Linked DNA regions of Anas platyrhynchos: region 1 is linked to region 2. Evidence: chromatin contacts called from public Hi-C data. All regions are on one chromosome and are shown on one strand. The core of a region is the stretch at or near the end of the contact, and the rest is flanking DNA. Distances in the headings are between cores, read along the strand shown. Region 1 has its middle 56 kb from the start of NPY4R2. Region 2 holds the start of LOC101795347 (beta-microseminoprotein).

Evidence for each region. A called contact is a pair of places that touch in the nucleus more often than the background predicts.
Region 1: a Hi-C map of liver shows a contact between it and region 2, with 1.7 times the contacts expected there. The contact joins the enhancer-like site here to the promoter of LOC101795347 in region 2. A contact is called at or near these places in 2 of 8 Hi-C or Micro-C datasets (liver and skeletal muscle).

The regions. Positions count from the first base shown.
Region 1 is chr6:21,864,655-21,867,483 of IASCAAS_PekinDuck_T2T, forward strand. No RefSeq gene overlaps it. Among named protein-coding and RNA genes, the nearest start is that of NPY4R2, 56 kb to the left of the region's middle. Within about 2 kb of position 1,462, at least 2 of the 8 cell types and tissues checked have an H3K27ac peak or open chromatin away from gene starts, as enhancers often do.
Region 2 is chr6:21,789,026-21,791,815 of IASCAAS_PekinDuck_T2T, forward strand. LOC101795347 (beta-microseminoprotein) reads left to right here and starts at 1,268. Exons shown (of 4, transcript XM_005022212.6): 1 at 1,268-1,423. The coding sequence starts at 1,421.

The sequences.
Region 1 (2,829 bases), core at 212-2,711, 76 kb after region 2:
AACTGTGAGTTATTTTCAGCACTAATTTTTGTCACAAAAGTGATAAATGAGGGCTGGATGTTTCAGACATTGAATCAGCAGCAGCTCATGAACCAGCTCAGTTAGATGCAAGAACAGAAGTACACTGATGGTCAGGGTTCTTCTGCCTGGAGGATTTTAGTCAGCACACATTTCAGGGCTGATTTGTGTCTCTTTGACAGGGATAGAGCAAGCAGGTCACAGCTCACCAGTGAATATGGCTATATAAAAAGTGCACTGCAGAAAGCACAGTGCCGCTGTATTACCAGCTTGGCTCTGCATGGAAGCTGCAAAGTGCAGAAGTATGGCTGAGAAAGGAGCAGCACTGAGGAAGGCAAAGGGAAGAGCCGGGAAAGACGATCTGCCCATGGCAAGGACTTGGGAAGGAGGTGAGGAGGTACCAGTAGTGGCAGAGGTCTGTAAGTGCTGGGGGGAGGAAAGATGGCAGCACCAAGGTTAACCCCAAGTTTTCTTCAGCCTACAGTGGAAACAGCACTGAGCAGTGGCAATACCAGGCTGCAGTTACCTAGCTGCAGTCCAGCTATTGAACACCCCAGAAATGCTGAACAGTTCCAGGTCCAAGAACTGCACCTCAGTGGAACTCTTAGCCATGAGACCTTTTCTGTTGCAGAGATCTACTTTGGTGCAAGATAAATAACAGTAGATGCTGTTAGCTGATAGGCTTAGACAGTAATCTTCTTCTATGCTGGGTACTAGGGAAAGCACCACATTGCTGCCAAAGCTGTGTGGTGTCTTGAGGATTGCTTTTGTTGGGTCAGCCATGTCTTGTTCTGGTCATAGCCTTTGTGAATCTCAGCAGACTCTTAGGCAATTCCTATGCAAGCAACAGAAGTCCGGCATTGCATCACAAATTGATGGTAACCAGGAAACAAACGAAAACTCTTATCCCAGGAGACTTTTACAACTCTCATTTCCAGTTTATGTTGCTGTCAAAAGGCAGCTCTCTCATGCTGTGTGTGTGACCTGACCTACCACAGGGAGCACATGCTTCCAGCAGCAGGCTGCTCCTGCTTGGTGCCCATGCAAACCCCATCCCAGCGTGTGGTGTTGGCCTCACGCTTGTGGCGGCTGGGGACAGCTCAAGGGCAATGCTGGTGGTGGGTGGTGAGGGTAAGGAGGGCCAGCAGCTGGCAGGACTGTGGCCACGAGTTTTACAGCCAGGGTGACAGCAGTGTGGCCACGGGTTTTACAGCCAGGGAGTTGCTGCTCCTTGGCAGGTCAGGCACAGAGAGCACCGTCACCTTGTGGGCGGTACAGGAGCTGGAACTGCAGGTTTAACCAGGGGTTCCAGAGCAAAACCAGCTTAAAACACATTATTATTACTATTATTATTTTTCTTTAAAAGCCACGCTGACTTCCTGCACTGCTCTGGGAGCTCCCAGCAGGCTGCTCCACCGCGGGCCATCGGCTGTCCAGCCCTGCCCTCCAGCGGCAGCCTGGCCGGGGCCAACCGCAGGCGGGTGAGAAGGAGCAGGGGGACCGGTCCCTCAGGGCAGGAGGAGGCCCTGCGGGAAGAGCTGGGCTCTGTCCTTCCAGCAAGGGAAAATGAAGCACAAAATGGAGGGCAGAGAAACAGCCAAAGCCTACTTCTCCTGTGGTAGCATTACAGGAAAGCAGGAAAGACTTGATGCTGGCTTTGCCACCCCACAAGAATGACACTGCAGAGCTGGTGAACCCAGGGGTGCTCAGTCAGCTCCTCAGAGCCACCCTTGGCACCAGCAGGCTGCAGATCAGGCTGTTGGGGAGCAGACAACCCCCACACGTACACAGCTCAGGAAAAAGAGAAGGACGGGATTCCTGGATGATGTAGGAAACCTGCCCTCCAGATATACCTTTCAGGAGACCCTGCCAGAGGCACTGAGGCCACCCATGAAACATCCCGCCTGTTCTTCCTGTGGTGATGCTGGGTCCAGATGGGTTAGACGAGGACCTGTTCCTTTGCTCCTGTGCTAGGGAGGAAAATGAGCTATTTGCTATTTTGACCTGTGGGTCACTTCAGCAATGCAAAAACCATTAAAGTTGGCAAAAACAGACAGAAGGCTGGGAAGCTCCAGAGCCTGCAGGGAACTGTCTGTTCTCCCCACTCACTTGTTCCCTAGAAGAGGATGAGTCCTGCAAGACACCTGCTAGCTCAGGTGGAGATGGACCTGACTCTCTGTGACTGTCCTGCTGGATGTCTGTCATTCACAATGTCTCAGACATGGGCTGTAAGCATTTCTGGAGAGGGAGGCTCCAAGTGACCCACAATAGACCCAAGTCTACTGTCATGATGGCAATGGCTTTCAAGGTTTATTAACCATCTTGTGAAAGCATCTTTCTGCTGAGGACATTGCAGCATTTCCCAGCTGGCAGCAGGCCCAACAGGTGGAGCAGAAATTCAGTGAAGAATAGAAAAGACCTCTAAAGCTGACCATCACTAACTCCTACCTCTGGTCAGGTTCACTTTTGCATAAGGAATTTCTCGTATACAAGGAAACAGAGGCACAAAGCAGTCACACTTGTGTTTTTGAGGAGGTTGAGCTGCCACAGATGCTTACCACATTTTCCCATTGGTTTTGGTTAGCCAAATATTTGATGACGTAGAGGAATCTTAAGACTCATGTTTTCAGCTCAAAGCATCTTCCTACATACTGAAATAATGGAGCATAGAAAACACTTTAGTGCACTTAATATTTTACCTGAAAGATGCATGAGCCATGATCTCTAAAGAAAGGTTAGCTTTATTTAGTAGCCTGTCAAATGCATGTGTGTTTACTACAAGTGAATGTCTTGAATGCTGTGTTCGTCTGT
Region 2 (2,790 bases), core at 18-2,517:
GTGAAATTGGTTTCATATATGTTTGTGACACATCTAAAGTGGATATTTGTACTCTGCTGATGCCAGGAAAGAAATTTCCAGTACCTATGCTCATGGACTAACATGTTCTGTTGATTTATTAATGATTAGAGCTCAAGGGCATTAACCATGTGGCTGTGGTACTAGTCATTTCAGGACAGTGCATACATCGATGTTGCCAAATCCAGCTTATTAATTATAAGCTGATTCTGGGCAGTTTTATCAAACCTAAGAATACCTGAAAACTCTGTAGGTCTTTTCTCCCATCCTGAAGAAAGATCTTGTAACTAAAGAAACACACACACTGGAAGAAAAAAAGGGGGGAGGTGGAGCGGGGAAGTTACAAAAACACTGTCTTCTCATGCTGCAATGAGAATTTACCCAGCCTACCAAGTTGAAAGCCAGCGAAGGCTGCCCCTATGAGTTGTCACACTGTGACATGCATTGCAATAATGCTGGCTTTCTCAAATGGACATCCTGAGTGAGCTCTCAACTCTGGAGTTTGGGTAGAAGTGGAGTAGTCACCCCAGCATGGAGTTAACCTCAACTGTCAAATCCACACAATGAGGCAAAAGAGTTAGGCAGCCAGAATAGCTGAAGTATTGCTAATTGTGTAGCCCTGTTAACAAGAAGCCTTCCCATTCCTATCAGAGCTACACAATCTGCAATACCTGAATGAACTAAACCAAAACTAAGCAAAAGAGATCTGTTCTTGACACCTTCGCTATCAAATTACTGATAGTGAAAAACTAAGAGTGTCTGTCCTGACACTGCCTACCGCACACACAGAGGGCCTCAGCACTTGGGTCTTCTAAATGATGGAAAAGTAAATACTGAAGAAAATGGTCATCTAGCACCCTTTTTTAAGGGCTCATAGATGCCAGCTACTCTTCACAGAAACCCATCTTTCCACATAATCCTTTCAACCACCACTCCTTTTCCACAAGAGCCTTCCTGCATCTGATGAACAAGAAAGATGAAAAATTGCTCAAAATTTGTCTCTTAAAATCTAGATGGTTCAAATTAAGCATGAAAATATTGGTGTGAGCAACAGCCACAACCACACAGTCCCTAATGGGTTTTTCAGTGCATTAAATATTCCTCTCAGGCTTGAAATTCCTTCTGAAGTACCTCCCATAGCTCCCTTCTAAATGTGGAGTGGAACAAAAGCCACACCTATTTCATCAGTGCCTTTCAGAACCAAACCTTCCTGAGTATAATTGGCTTATTTTAATAATCTCCACTGCATGAGGTCATTTTGCAGAAACCTTATTGGAGTTATTCATGTATGTTCAGTTTGCTCAAGAACTGGTATCAGATGTTTCCTCTCTATATAAGTTCTTGGACAAGATGAACTTCCTTCAGGCTGGTTCCTTACTGGAAACCTCATAATTCTACGAGAATGGTGAGTCCCTACATCTTACATCGTAAATGACAATGATATGTTGCCACAGATTTTAGAAGAGGTTCTGCTGGGTTTTTCTGAGTATTCAGAATTCTAAATGACTCAGAGAAAGTAGAAACTGTGTTTTAAGAACAAAAGTCAGACAGATAAGGACAGGCAGGTAAGAACCCCGGGTAAAAGATTCCAGGATTTACAAGGAGGGTGTCATCTAACAGGACTCCAGTTGAAAGTTTTTAATATAACCTTCTGTTTTCAATTCCAGTAATGTTTAGATGTAATCACTTTTCTGGCAGAAAGCAACTGTTTTGCCTCAACCTAGCGCTGGCCTTCATTTTCATGAAAAGTTTGGGTAACATACAAGTGTTTAGTTAAACTCAAAAAATGTTATCTTGATTTTTAGTCATTTTTCAGCTCAAATATAGCAGAGTTCTCCCCACAAAAAATAACTCATCTCTGTAAGTACTAGAATCTTCTTTTCTTCTTTCAAGAAATAAAAATATTTGAGTGAGATATGTTTAAAATCTTGATCCAACACCTACTGCTTAGTATGACTGCTCCCAGCTCTATAGTGTACTCATAGGCTTAGCAGACTGATACCTAGTACCTGATAACTAATACCATTCTAGCAGGGTTCTGCAAATCTGTACCAAAATACTGCTTTCTGGGGCCAGACCATAAACAACATCTACATCAGCAGCTTTCAGCTTATTTTTCTTTGAAATTGTTTCCTGTTTCAAGACTACCTGATCCCTTCTATGACAGAGTTTGGTCTACAGGGAAAGCTAGAAATGAGTACAGGTTGTGAACACAGAGGACATGTTAATATTTTGTACTTGACTTGCTTATGGTGACCAGATGCTCATACCTATGTGTCACTGCAAATGTTATGGAAACAATGATCACAAGGTTTGCATGATTTAAATAACTATTGTCTTTGTAGATTTCCTGTTCTCCAAAGAAGTCCCTTGTTTTCAGTGCTCAGATTGGTTTATTTTCTTTAACTTGTCCCTCCACCTCCACCAAACAAGCTGGTGATTTTTAACCTCACCTTTGCAAAATTGAATGCTTGTTTATCCCTCCTTCCATATCTAAGGTAAAACTTTTTTCTAAGAAGTCATCAGTTCTACTCTCTGACAGAGAGAGAGAAACATTGTTTACTTGTCTGTCTTTTCTCTTACCAAGATTTTAAACTCATCACAGATAATTCCATCCCAGAGTTCTTGCACTTATTTCTCTCATGCCCTCACTGAAAGCCATTCAAACATTTCAACCTAACATTGAAGGATGATGGACTAACTGCGGAATTTAAGCTAAACTTTGTCAACAGCTTTTTCTGAAAGTTTATAGAATATAGAATTATCTAGGTT